Linked DNA regions of Mus musculus: all the other regions are linked to region 4. Evidence: chromatin contacts called from public ChIA-PET, HiChIP or PLAC-seq and promoter capture Hi-C data. All regions are on one chromosome and are shown on one strand. Each heading gives the region's core, a stretch centred on a gene start, on an enhancer-like site or on the middle of the called end of the contact. The rest is flanking DNA. Distances are from core to core; before and after follow the strand shown.

Region 1 (3,274 bases), core at 176-2,675, 590 kb before region 4:
GTGGAAGGCAGGCCAGTCTGCTGGTTCGAGCTAGCCTCTGCAGCTGGCACGTAGGTCTCCTTCTCGCCATCCCAGTACAAGTACTGCTGTGTTAAGGAGTTATAGTAGTACTACAAAAAAGAAAAAAATATGCAGTGATTGCTGATAAAGATTTTGTGGTAGTGGGGATTGGATTATATATATGCTATATAAGCAATTGTTCTACCACTGCTATACCTTAAGTCCTGTTATTTTAAATATTATTATGTCAATAGTAATGCATGTCTGTAATCCCAGCACTCAGGTGCCTTAGGTAGGAGGACTGCAAATGTAAATTCAGTTTAGACTATATAGTTGAGAACTTATCTTAAAAACAAAACAAAACCCTCAATAGTCTGGTCTGGACCCCTGTCTGTAAACCGAGCATTTGGAAGGTGGGAGGAGCAGCAGAGAGGATCAGGATTTCATTCTCAGCTACAAAGGGAATCTTAAGCCAGACAGATACCTTTCAACACAGCAGGCAAAAACAAAACAAAACATACCTAGGACTAGTGTTCCCTATTTCCTGCTCAGAAGTAACTCATACAACACCTCTGTATGCATGAGGATGAACCAGCTAGTAAAGTCAGAAACTTCTAGAAAAAGTAGAATATGATTTCTTCTCCAGTTGCAGGGGACTCCCCCTTTCCTAGCTCCTTCAAGCACTGACTACTCGGTACTCCAGTGGTATACATGGAAGCAAAATACTGACTGCTCTTCCAGAAGTCCTTGGTTCAATTCCCAGCAACCACATGGTGGCTCACAACCAACTATAAAGGGATCTGGTGCCCTCTTCTGGCATGCGGGTGTACATGCAGCACAGAAATCATACACATATAATAAATATAAATTTAAAAATTAAAACAGGATCTCATGTAGCTATGCTTATACTTAATGTGTAGAAGAGGCTACCCTGAACTTCCTCATCCTCCTGCTTTGACCTCAGAAACATGGGAAGAAAAACATGTGCACACCTGGCTTATGTACTCGTTTCTGAGACAGGGCCTGGCTGTCCCAGATCTCACTATGTAGACTAGGTCTTCTGAGCTCAGAGACCCACCAGCTTCTGTTTAGGGTATGTGTTGCTACCACACCTTGCCCTCCTTCTCTTCCTTAAAATCCTGTTTAGTATGCATGTGTCTGTTTGGTTGCTCATACTGAGCTCAGAGATCACAGACAACTTGTAGGAGCTAGTTTTCTTCTATGATCTGGGTTCTGTGTCATCAGGTTTGATAGCAAGGGCCTTTACCTCCTATTCTACTAGCTGGGTCCTCTGCATTGTCTCTTACAGAGAAAGGAACTGTGGGATTGTCACATCTATGGCTGACTGAGATAGAACTGCCATGGAGATGTCAGACTGAACAAATGATGGAAGTGAATGACCAAGGAAGAAGCAAGGCACACAGGCAGGCAGCATATTGTTTGTTCACACTTCCCTCTCAGAAACCACAGGCACTCAGTGCCAACTTCCTGCTGAATGTTCTTGTTTTGCTATGTTATATACACAGTTTTTAGGTATAAATAGATACTATTTATGGAGTGTTAAAGTTATTTCCCTCCTTAAGTTATAGACACTAACAAAAATAAAATACTTCCTAGACGTGCTAAACCCCATCCTCAAGAATACACAGACATGCTAAGTAAAGAAGCTAGACCAGTGTCTGAGTCCAAAAAACAGGGAAATTCAGAGACAAAAATGTCTATTAGTTTTTTTATTTTTTTTTGGGGGGGGGGTTGGTGGAAGGCAGGGGTAAAGGAAGGGGAGTGATTTGAGATAAAAATGTTCTGTAGATTAGAGGTACTAACTGCTAACAAAATGACTACACTAAAAGCCACCAAATTATATATTCTGAGTAAAATGTTAAATTTTGTTTCAATTAAGGGGAAAAACCCCACCTAGAATTTAAAGCTTCTAGCTAGGCTTTTCAATTCTCTTTCTTTTTTTCTTTTTTCTTTTTTTTTTTTTTTTTGAGACAGGGTTTCTCTGTGTAATTTTTTTTTCTTAAATCTTTTTTTAATAAAATTCTTCTCTCATGTATTATATCCCCTGAAAAGAAATTTTTTAGGAAAAGTTATTTTTATAAATTGTAGTCATGTGTGTGTAGATGTGTGTGTCTGCATCTGGGTGTATGAGTTTGATAAAGGCTCTGGGTCCCCTGGATGGGAGGCTGTAGATGGTGATGAGCAGCCATGGGTGTGGGTGTGGGTGTGGGGTGGGGGTAGTGGCGGGGAGAAAGACCAAAATCAAGGTCCTCTGGAAGAACATCAAGTGCTGAGCGCCAGCCCCCTACAATTTTAGGTTTTGCGTTTTTTGTTTTGATATCCATGTATCCCTCCAGCTTCTGATATTCCTGTTTCTGCTTCCTAAGTGGTGGATTAAGTGTGTACCACCATCCTTGGCACAAACATCTTCCTTTTTTTCTTGTTTTTGAGACAGGGCCTGACTTTGTAGCTCACTGGCTGCCTAGAACTTGCCATGTAGATTGGGGTCAAACTCACAGCCTTTCTCTATCCACCAAGTACTGGGGTTATTAGAGGTTTGTATCACCACTCCTGTAGATCAGGCTGCTCTGGAACTCGGTGACCACCTGCCTCTGTTCCTAACTACTGGGATCAAGGGTGTGTGCCACCATCACTTGGCTAGCACAACATCTTAATTTGATAAAACTTCCTCTAAAAATAGAATCAAAACACTGGATGCTGAAGAGGGAGGATACTAATTGGCAGCAGGAATGAGGACTATGCAGATATGCTGGGAATGTTATCAGTGGTGTGTGTGTGTGTGTTTGCTTATGCATGCATCCATCCATGTAAACATTAAGATTCAATTCCTAGCACCCACACAGTGGTTAACAACCATCTATTCTAACTCCAGTCCCAGGGGATCCACTGCCCTATTGTAGCCTCAATGGACACTGTACACACAGAGTGAACAGATATAAACATAGACAAAACACACACAAAATAAACCTAAAAAAAATTTACAAGAACTCAAACACATACACAACTCATATACACTTTTATGTATATACAATGTACCTCAAAACAATGGGGGAAAAAAAACCCACAATAAAACCTATTATATGTGTAAGAGTGTTTTGCCTCCTGAATGCATACACATGCTGCTCCTCCATGTTTGTGCGTGGTGCCCATGGAGGCCACAAGAGGCCATCAAATACCCTAGAACTGGAAGAATGGGCAGTGTGAGCTGCCATGTTGGCGCTGGGATTTGAGTAGGTTTGTGCAAAGGTAGCGT
Region 2 (3,247 bases), core at 689-3,188, 510 kb after region 4:
TGGTGCCATTGGTTCATTACACTGTCCCCTTGAGGGATGAGGGGGGCAGTGAGCAAAGGGAGCAGAAACAAGGGAACCCAAGACCCAGAATGTAGGTAGGTGCCACCGCCTCTCACTGCTTACAGGATCCTCCCTGGCACCAGGCTGCAGCAGTGGCTGCCCCACCTTCTGTTGGTCCCTTATAAAGGGACAGGTAACTGTTAGGATCCTGCTCACAAAACTCTCTTGTTAGTTGTCTGATGTCCAGTGCTGGGGACTTTACATTTTTGTTACTTTGTTTACAGATCAAGATTATTTTTTTAACATGGTTGGGTTTTATTTATTGTTTACAGCTTCAACCATTGAACTTACACACTTTGTTTTATAGTTCAGAATGTTTCCCCCTCTTTGTTTACAAGTGAAAGGTAGAAAAAGTGGGGGAGGGGCCTAAAAGACCCACCTGCGATGCCCCTGGACCTGGCCATCTTGAGGTAGGCTTCTAATCCCAACTTTTCCCAGGTCAAAGGTCAGCTGAGTCTTCTAACAGCTTGCCCCGAAAGTGGCTCAGGACCGGGGTTCTGTGCAGCCGCCACCCACCCCTACCCTGTGTTTACTCTTGGGAGGCAGTTTCTGAGATTCAAAAAAATCCCACTTCACTGCCTGTGCCAAATCCCACCAGCCAGGTCCCCAGCTCTCTTTACCCAGACTGACCCCTGCCCTTGAAGGGCTGAGAGGCCTGTCGGTTGGGAGAGTGTCCTTGCTATGTCCTAGGTTCTGTAGATGCCCGTCTCTGGGGTCCCCTTCCAACAGTGGCCCTCTTTCCTGTCTGTGTAAATTGTTCCGTGAAGCCGCGCTCTGTTTTGGGAATAAACTTCTATAGAAAACACTTGTTCCTCTTTCTGTCTCAGCTGTTGAGAATACTCACCCAGGATGACCTTTGTAGGACTCTGAGCTCTCCTCCCTCCAAAATAGCCAGTTATTTTTAGCCCATTTCATGGGAGATTTGGACCAGGTTCCCATTTCTTTCTGAAATATGGCCTCTCACCTTGTGACTGGAGCCTGAAGTTGGAGCGCAGGAGCTGCGCCAAGAGAAGCCACTTTCCTGGTCTAGGCAGTCATATGAGGGTTTCCTTAATATCCAGAGGCTGACATTTGTGGCCCTGCCCATTAGTCACCCCAAACCTAGGCGTTCCCACTTCAGTTCCTGCTTACCCACCCACACTCTGGCCCTTACTGGTCTTTTCTCACTTGGATCAGGCCAGAGCTTCCAGACCTGGAAAGGATCCTGAGTGCTCCATTTCCAGTCTAGGCAGCCAGGTGTGAAAGTGAAAGGGGGGGGGGGGGCTTAAGAAGCCACCCATGGTGACAAATACCTTTGATCTCTTCTTTAATCCCAGCACTCACTAGGCAGAGGCAGGTGGATCTCTGTAGACAAGTCTGGTCTACAGAGAGTTCCAGGACAGCCAAGGCTAAACAGAGAAAACTTGTCTGGAAAAAAAGAAATGGAGGTGGGGTGGGGCTGGTCTTGAGGACCACTGTGCCAGGTCTCAGAAGGAAAAATCTGAGGGTGATACTCACAGCTTGGTGGTCCCTGAGAGACCCTACAGGCCTAGATCTCCCACAGTTGAGGCTGGGGCCCCTGGTTGCACACCTAGGCATCCAGATCGGTCAAGAATGTCTCCTCTGCATAAAGTGGGGACCTTCTACAAAGCATACAATTAGGTCCAGCCACTTAAGGGCACAGAGGCATAACATTGGCCAAGCGTAGCGCTGGGCCTTCGTTCCAGTCCTCCAGTCTCAGCAGAATGCTCCAGCTCCCAGCAGGTTAACAAGAATCGCAGGCAGGGACAGAAGCTAGGCCGACGGGAAGGAAAGGGTTAAAATTTTATTCTCCGGGCTCGCCCCGCCCAGAGAGTATGACTTGGATTCCACCCCCAGAATTCTGATTGGTCTGATCTTGCACATCCTAGCGGTGGAGCTTGCGGCCGGCCAAGTTCTGGGCCTGGCGCCACCTTCTAGCCGGTAGTGGCCTCCTGGGGGAGCTGTTTGAAAAGCGGTACACGAGTTACCCTCTGAGGGCCATGGGACTTCCCGATGGGTCCGGTGAGTTGCAGGGCGCTGCCCAAATTCCGCGTGCCCGCGAAGCGCTAGTAGTTCTGTGACTCCCGGCCTGGGTCAATTCAGGAAGGGAACCTCCAAGTCCCCGACAGGCATTTCCCGTCTGCGGAGCCTTAGTTTACCGCCTTGCCGATTTTCCGAAGGAGGTTATCCATCAACAGCGAGGGATGGGGGCGGGCTCTGGCGCGACCCCAGCTCTTGAGGGTTGTACTGAACGTCCCTGGAGTGCTAATAAGGGCGCTGCAGGGAAGTTGCTGCTTACCGAGGAGTCCTGGCACGGGAGGTGTGCCAGCTGGGCGCGTTGGGACTGGGAGAGAAACCGCTGCAAGACAGGCTCTAGCCAGGCGGTGGACCAGCCGCGGCCTGAGTCGGCAGGGTACTGTTCACATTTGTCGCTGCCGGCCCTTGTGCCCTCCCAAAGGGAGGTGCCAAGCATCAAGGCTCCGCCCTCCAAGGCGCGTGCCGCCTGGTAAGGGGAGGGAGCCCTTTAAGAAGACTTGAGAGATCTTGAAGGAGGGGAGAGGGGCCGCTGAGATCTCCTGGAGCCCGCGGTGCAGAGAATCTCTGAAGATCTTCCTTGCGTCTGCACTGCTCCCTCCTCCATTGGATACCCAGGTTAGAGAGTCTTCCCAGGTGAGTTCCTACCCCTCTGGTGGGATTCTCTCCCCTGGTTATAGCCTCTCCTAGATCAGAACTCACAGGTGATATCTTTCCCACAGGCTAGCCCCTCCCCCCTGCCCACTCCAAATTTGTTTCCCCTGAAATATATTTATAGAGAGCTGCATTCCATATGGAGGCACCCCCCCCCCAGATCAGAGTTTCTTCTGAGAGACCCCCTCAGATCCTATTCTCTGGTAAAGTCTCCCACTTCCGAGAGAAGTGCCTCTCCAGAGAAGTGCCTCCCGATGAGAGATTCCCACACCCCCGGTCAGAACTTGCCTGGCTGGTGAAAGCTTTCAGGGCAGAGTTCCCTCCAGGTTGGATTGGCTTCCAAAAGCTCCTGTTCCCAGGTGAAGTCTCTCTACTTCGAGTGGGAGCCTGTCAAAACTCCCTGGAGGTGAGAGCTTCGACCCTGGAGTCTTGCTGGACCCTGTCCTGAAACTGGAGGGCAGTATTGCTTACAGACCTCTGGTTTGCTAGTTCTTATCTG
Region 3 (3,176 bases), core at 574-3,073, 760 kb before region 4:
GACTTCCTCAAATACAGTCACATGCCCATAAGTCACAGGAGTACACTCCACCACTGACATGGCCACAGGCACATAGGCACAGTCACGGGAATAGTCACATAGTGAATCAGAGTTTAGGACAGGCACTATCCATTCTGAGCCTAGAAGGACCTAATTGTCAGCAGGATCACAGGCAGTTCCTCCAGAATCTATGAGTCAGCAGACACAAAAGCTGGCATTTGCCATATGTCAGCTCTGTGCCAAGCCCTATGCTAATAAGCAAGCACTAGAAGTGGGCTAACTCATTCAGTCTTTGCAATGGACATGCAGGGAAGCTGAGCCTTTTTCATTCACTTACCTCACACAAGCTACCCAGCCACTGAGGGTTGCCCAGCAAGAAGAGACAAGCAAGGCCAGGCATGGATGATGCACACCTTAGATCCCAGTACTTGGGAGGCAAGGCCAGCCTGGTCTACATATTGAGCTCCAGGACAGCCAGGACTACACAGAGAGACACTGTTGGCGCATGCCTTTAATCCCAGCACTTGGGAGGCAGAGGCAGGCCAATTTCTGAGTTTGAGGCCAGCCTCGTCTACAGAGTGAGTTCCAGGACAGCCAGGGCTACACAGAGAAACCCTGTCTCAAAAACAAAAAAAACAAACAAAAAAAACCAAACAAACAAAAAACAAAACAAAACAACCAACCAACCAGGAGAGATGCATTTTGAAATCTAGGCTATCTAGCTCCAAAGATAGAACCTTGCACACCTACTGCATGCTGATGGTACCCTCAGAGGGCTGGGGAAACACAAGCATCACTCTATAGGATCCCTGAATCTGCTCAGAGTACTAGCATCACTCAACCCGGCAAACAAAGCTGTCTTATATTACTTAGCTGTTTAATTAGCTCCTAAAATAGGCAGGTCTCAGAACCCAGAAGGCACTGGAAAGGCTCTATACTTTCATCCAATTGTGTTGTCTGAAGACGACTGCTTTCCATGATCAGGAGGAAGTTCCACCTGATCAGGCCATTTCCACCAACCCACGAGGACTGGAGACCCTACAAGAGCGGAAACAAAGTGAAACTCTCATTTCTTTGAGCCTGGAGCTAGGAGAGGGGCAGGCGGAGCTGAACACAGGCAAGCTGCTAGAAGCCGGCTAGAGCCAAGAGGAGGCGGAGCCAACGAAAGGAAACTACGGGCCTAGTTGCCAGTCACCACCGGAAGGGAAGAAGCCAGGGACAGAATGGGCCTACAGGAGTTCTGTTGTGACGCTCAGAACCAGGGGCGGGGTGTCTAGGTAGGGACGTTCCGGGCGGGCACTGAGAACTTAGGAGGAGGTGCTCTGTCTCCTGCGAAGACTGCAGTGAGTCCTCCGTACTGCTGGGACCAGCGTAGGCAGACCGAGGAGTTGGAGCCAGAGACAGCGAGTTACCCGACCGAGCGCAGGCAGGACGTGGATCATCCCGGAATTCGGCTTTAACATGTCAGTATCACCCTCACTTCTCACATGCTGCCCGTTTATCCACCCTGCGCCTGTGGTCCCCAAAGTTACAGTGTCGCTCAAGTCTTCCCAGTGTTTCCCTTTCCCTTAGAGCTTAGTGCTTGTTAAGCCACACCCACCATAATCGAGCTTTCAAAACCCCCACTCCCAAAAGATCCATGGCCCATGGCCCACAAGGGGTAAGTGCAGACTCTCCCTGAAGACCCGAAGCTTCGCTCCACTTACAGTGGTGGGGTCCGCAATGAAGGGGTTAAACCTGTCTGGGGGGGGAACCCTGGCGCTCTGAGCTAGGGGCGGACCCTAAGGTTCCTCCTTCCTGGCCTTACTTAGAAGGTGTGGGAGCTGGGGAGGGAGTACTGTGTCTGCGGAGCCACCTGAGCCAGGTAAGAGGCTTAAAGCCTGGTGTTTGAGATTTGGGGGGAAGGGGGGAGAGGGCTGTCCTCAGGCTCAGGGAAATTTGGGAAAGGGAGTCAGGAGGCCCGTCCTACAGTAAATGAGTAAAGGAGTGGGACCCACTGTCCATCCACTGCAAGAAATCCCCCAACATAGACCCTCCTGCCAGCAGATCCTAGAATAAGGCAGGTAAACAATGGAGTTTCTAGCTGGAGCATTATGGTCTACACCTTTCATCCCAGCACTAGAGGCAAAGACAGGCAGATCTTTGTTGCCTACAAGTGAGTTCCAGGTCAGCCAGGTCAGTTACACATAGAAACCCTGTCTCAAAAAAACAAACAAACAAAAAAACCAAAAAAAAAAAAAAAAAAAAAACAGTGCAGTGGAGTTTCAGCAGGGAGGCCCAGGTCCCCAAAGTAGTGGCCGTTGGACACCTGTAGATTTAGGAAGGAAGCCATGGTCCTTATCAGGGTGACTATGAAACTCAGACCAGAGGCAAGCAGACTTGCAAAAGCCACATTCTATGTAATGGGCCAAGCTCCACGGCAGTACCATCAGAGCCCCATGTGTAGGGACAGAAGGACCCAAGGCCAAAGTGTCCTGAATTGGACGGATTGGAACGGAGGGCCACAGGTTCCGTGTCCCGAGGAGGGAAAGCAGTAAGGGGTTGGGGGGGTTGAGCCTGTTTGGGGTGGGTGTGAGTGTCCCAGGAGCCACTTTTGTGGCTCAGATAACTGAAAAAGCTCAGGGTTGGAGGAGAGCTGACCTGTCTGTATAGGGGGAGGAGGGGTGTGGGAGGTGGGGGTGACTCCTGGGAGAGGTCTTCTGAAAAACTCAGGTGGGGGCAAGCTAAAAGTATGATGGCTGGTTTGCACTGTCTGCCAAGGCCAGCAAGCTACAGTCATGGGCTACTAGGAGGCTGAGGCACTTAAGTCACTATTTTGAGGCAAACACAGGCTATACATACCCTGGAGAAGTGGGGGGGACGGGGAGAGGGAACCCAAGCAAAACAAAAAATGGTGAGCAAGTGGGCTAGGGTGGCAAGCCTGACATAGTGAGGTGTGACAAATGATAGGAGATTTGTAGCCAGAGCCCAGCCTTCAGCATTTCTTAGTACTGCCAGCTTCCCTCCAGTGTTGGGTCAGGACACTCAGCTAGTCTCCATGAGTTCTCCTCACAGGGGTTGGGATGGGTCTCCTCTAGACTGCAGGTGCTTTCAAGTGCATGTGGGACAAGGTGAAGCATACCATCCCCCAATCCCAGGATGCACACCCCTCCCCCTCCTCTCATCAGTCCTTCCCT
Region 4 (3,497 bases), core at 836-3,335:
GACCAGCCAGGGTCCTTCTGACACTGCTCTAACAGCCCTCTCTGCACTCCACCTGACACCAGGCGCTAATTCAAAGAATTTCTTAACTTCTTGCTTCTTTCTAGAAAGAGAAACAGTTGGTAACTTTTGTGAATTAGGCTGTAACTACTTTATAACTAACATGTCCTGCCTACTTTCTGTCAACTGCAAGAACTCTGGTGAGTCACTACTTCAGAGCTTTCCTTGTTAACAGACTCCATTGCCAGAGCTCTGGGGTGGGTATTCAGTTTTTTGAAATCTTGCTCAGCCAGAAAGGCCCAAGTCCACGCAGCTGTTGCAGAGTTACAGTTCTGTGGTCTCATGTTAGTTACCTTATAGTTACTGTGTAATTAGTGCCACTTAATGTATGTTACCAAAAAATAAATATATCTACCCCAGACTAGATGTAGTATTTTTTGTATAATTGGATTTCCTAATACTGATATTTGTCATTCCCACAGAAAGTGTATTGCTTCTTTTCTTTTTCTTTCTTTCTTTCTTTTTTTCTTTTTTTTTTTTTTTTTTAAGAAAGTGTATTTGGAAATAAAGTCAGATGGAAGAATTCATTTTTAAAATTCCCATTTTGTCACTTTCTCTGATAAAATATGGCCATATCCCTTATTCAGCCCTATATATCATTCTAGTACCCCTTTCCAGACTGGACTAAGTAGGAATTTGGTTTCCCGCCTGAGGCAGTTATACTTTGGAGGTGGCATAGCCTTTCTCACCTGGACTGCAGGGTCTGGCTCTAAGTCACAGTGCTCCTTTCTCCACACTGTATCCAAGTTGCCTCCCAGAGGAGCCACCAGTTCTTATGGGTGGCAGTGGGTGGGGGTGGGGGGGTCTCTTCTCTCCAGCTGACTAAACATTTTTCTGTACCAGTTAATTTTTCCAACTAATAGAATAAAGGCAGTTTTCTAAATTTCCTGTATTCTCTTGTGTGTTGCTTTCGCCGGAAAGACTCCCCTGGAGAGGCTTCTTGAATGGCACCAGCTCCTCCTACTCCCTCCCTCTTCTAGACTAACCTTTTGTCTCCTCCCAAGAACATGGAAGTGGTTTCCCTGTGACACGTTCAAATCTAAAAAGTGGAGTGGAAGCCGGGTGTGGTGGCGCAGGCCTTTCATCCCAGCACTCGGGAGGCAGAGGCAGGTGGATTTCTGAGTTCGAGGCCAGCCTGGTCTACAATGTGAGTTCCAGGACAGCCAGGGATATACAGAGAAACCCTGTCTAAAAAAGACAAAAAAAAAAAAAAAAAAAAAAAGTGGAGTGGAATGTCATAGAGGGGACATGAGGGGCTGGGTTTTCTGGACTAAGACCAAACTGCACTGGGGGCAGGAATCTAGGACCACTAGAAGCACGTGTTCTGAGAGGAGCTAGGTTAGAGTCTGGAGCAGGGAGTCCTGCACTGCTGTCCACCCTTACAAAAACAACCAAAAGAAATTGCCTTTGATAGCGCTGTTAGTGCTACTAAAAAAAAGTCAGGCATGGGTGGTACAAGCCTTTAGTACCAGCACTCGGGATGAAAGCAAAGAGACAGGTAAATCTCTTGAGTTCTAGGCCTGCCTGGGCTACTGAACAAGCCTTAGTACAGCCAAGACTGCATACAGAAACACTGATGAGATGGAGACACCCCCCAAGACAAAACAAAACGAAAACATGCACTTGGAGTTCCAGGCGAGCCAGGGCTCTGTAGAGACCTTGTCTCAGAAACAAAACACTGGCCACCTGATGCGACGCAGCTCCTCTTGAGTTCAATTCCCAAATTATCACCGAGTGGAAGGAGAGAACCAACTCTGACCTCAACATGCATGCTCCTTCGATTTAATTAAACAATAAGTGTAATTAAACTTATGTTTTTAAAACCCTATAACCTTATGACTAGAAACGTGTGGGTAAAGTTACACAATATAAGGGAGCTGTGCGTGAGCTGCTTTAGCCGTTGTTATTGCCAGAGGCCATCTTCCTAGGCGGGACTCTAGACTAATTAAGAAACGGTTGAGTAAGACAGAGCTGGAAGATCCCCGCCTAAGCAAGCAGCTTCCTTCCAGACTAGTGCTACAGGAGCTAGACCAGACCCGCCCTAGGCACCTCCAGGCGCTTTAGCCCGGCCGCACCCTCTTCCCTGTTCCTCGATGGGGGGAGGGTAGAGGCCGGATAAGGCGGGACCCTGAGACTTAGAGCTGGCTGCCAGCCGGAAAGAAAGCGATGCCACGTGATCTCAGCACCATCCAGTTAAAAGGAGGTGCAGGGCCCTGTGAGCGCTAGTACGGATTCCACGTTTGAGTCCCAACATCTCCAGTATGTGTGCTGCTCGGCTCTCCGCGGCGGCACAGTCCACCGTGTATGCCTTCTCCGCGCGCCCGCTGACGGGCGGGGAGCCTGTGAGCCTGGGCTCCCTGCGGGGCAAGGTGCTGCTCATTGAGAATGTCGCGTCTCTCTGAGGCACCACGATCCGGGACTACACCGAGATGAACGATCTGCAGAAGCGTCTGGGACCTCGTGGACTGGTGGTGCTCGGTTTCCCGTGCAATCAGTTCGGACACCAGGTATATGGGGCGAGATGGGTGGCCTTGGGCTCTAGGCTCCCACGGGCGGGACACCGCTTACTTTCTCCTCTGGTACTACAGCTGGAATGCAGGCCTATCCTCGGTTATACAAGGAGGGCAACTTCCTGGTGACTCATCGGGAAACCTCTGTTTTGCAGTTAAAAAGCACATTCTTTCCGAAATCCTAGCACATAAATAAATGCCTTTGTCTTCCCTAGGAGAATGGCAAGAATGAAGAGATTCTGAATTCCCTCAAGTACGTCCGACCTGGTGGCGGGTTCGAGCCCAATTTTACATTGTTTGAGAAGTGCGAAGTGAATGGTGAGAAGGCTCACCCGCTCTTTACCTTCCTGCGGAATGCCTTGCCAACACCCAGTGACGACCCCACTGCGCTCATGACCGACCCCAAGTACATCATTTGGTCTCCGGTGTGCCGCAACGACATTGCCTGGAACTTTGAGAAGTTCCTGGTGGGCCCCGACGGTGTTCCCGTGCGCAGGTACAGCCGCCGCTTTCGTACCATCGACATCGAACCTGACATAGAAACCCTGCTGTCCCAGCAGTCTGGCAACTCCTAAGGCGGCCCTGGCATTGGCTTGGTGATTACTGGCTGCACTCTGGGGGGCGGTTCTTCCATGATGGTGTTTCCTCTAAATTTGCACGGAGAAACACCTGATTTCCAGGAAAATCCCCTCAGATGGGCGCTGGTCCCATCCATTCCCGATGCCTTTCCACCTAATGAAAGGTGGTTTCACTACTAAGAATAAAGTGCTGAATATCAGAATTGTTTGTGTGTCCTGTGTCATTGTCACCTTTTGGATAGCCTCATAGTCAGGGATAAGGAACTCAATCCCAGAGCCTAAACGTCCCTTTCCCCGCCCCTTATGCTTTTCTTTCTCCCTGTCCCAGGACATGGTTAAGGTCAGTCTTGAG

What was found. Promoter capture Hi-C pulls out the DNA fragments that hold promoters and counts their contacts. ChIA-PET counts read pairs in DNA pulled down with a chosen protein or histone mark. HiChIP or PLAC-seq counts read pairs in DNA pulled down with a chosen protein or histone mark.
Region 1: an H3K27ac HiChIP or PLAC-seq map of microglia shows a contact between it and region 4, with 5 times the contacts expected there. The contact joins the enhancer-like site here to the promoter of Gpx1 in region 4. A contact is called at or near these places in 9 of 39 promoter capture datasets (the C10 cell line, fetal liver, hematopoietic stem and progenitor cells and 5 more), 1 of 115 datasets of contacts at active chromatin or transcription factors (microglia) and 1 of 9 other capture datasets (adipose tissue).
Region 2: a contact with region 4 is called in an RNA polymerase II ChIA-PET map of memory CD8 T cells, with 5 read pairs. The contact joins the promoter of Slc26a6 here to the promoter of Gpx1 in region 4. A contact is called at or near these places in 2 of 115 datasets of contacts at active chromatin or transcription factors (embryonic forebrain and memory CD8 T cells).
Region 3: a contact with region 4 is called in a promoter capture Hi-C map of erythroid cells, with 10 times the contacts expected there. The contact joins the promoter of Hyal3 here to the promoter of Gpx1 in region 4. A contact is called at or near these places in 2 of 39 promoter capture datasets (erythroid cells and liver), 3 of 115 datasets of contacts at active chromatin or transcription factors (cardiomyocytes, memory CD8 T cells and pancreatic cancer cells) and 2 of 9 other capture datasets (adipose tissue and liver).

What each region holds. Positions count from the first base shown.
Region 1 is chr9:107,746,071-107,749,344 of GRCm38.p6, forward strand. It overlaps Rbm5 (RNA binding motif protein 5), which reads right to left. Exons shown (of 25, transcript NM_148930.3): 18 at 1-110. Among named protein-coding and RNA genes, the nearest start is that of Gm34605, 18 kb to the left of the region's middle. Within about 2 kb of position 1,426, at least 21 of the 459 cell types and tissues checked have an H3K27ac peak or open chromatin away from gene starts, as enhancers often do. A contact at or near this core is called in microglia and neutrophils, where this site is marked.
Region 2 is chr9:108,852,105-108,855,351 of GRCm38.p6, forward strand. Slc26a6 (solute carrier family 26, member 6) reads left to right here and starts at 1,939. Exons shown (of 20, transcript NM_134420.4): 1 at 1,939-2,730. It overlaps Celsr3 (cadherin, EGF LAG seven-pass G-type receptor 3), which reads left to right. Exons shown (of 36, transcript NM_001359572.1): 36 at 1-865.
Region 3 is chr9:107,579,473-107,582,648 of GRCm38.p6, forward strand. Hyal3 (hyaluronoglucosaminidase 3) reads left to right here and starts at 1,824. Exons shown (of 4, transcript NM_178020.3): 1 at 1,824-1,864. It overlaps Hyal1 (hyaluronoglucosaminidase 1), which reads left to right. Exons shown (of 4, transcript NM_008317.6): 4 at 1-1,479. Naa80 (N(alpha)-acetyltransferase 80, NatH catalytic subunit) reads left to right here and starts at 1,197. Exons shown (of 2, transcript NM_019750.4): 1 at 1,197-1,463.
Region 4 is chr9:108,336,995-108,340,491 of GRCm38.p6, forward strand. It overlaps Gpx1 (glutathione peroxidase 1), which reads left to right and starts at 2,086. Exons shown (of 2, transcript NM_008160.6): 1 at 2,086-2,564; 2 at 2,783-3,348. The coding sequence starts at 2,319. The coding sequence ends at 3,142. Rhoa (ras homolog family member A) reads left to right here. Exons shown (of 6, transcript NM_016802.5): 6 at 1-949.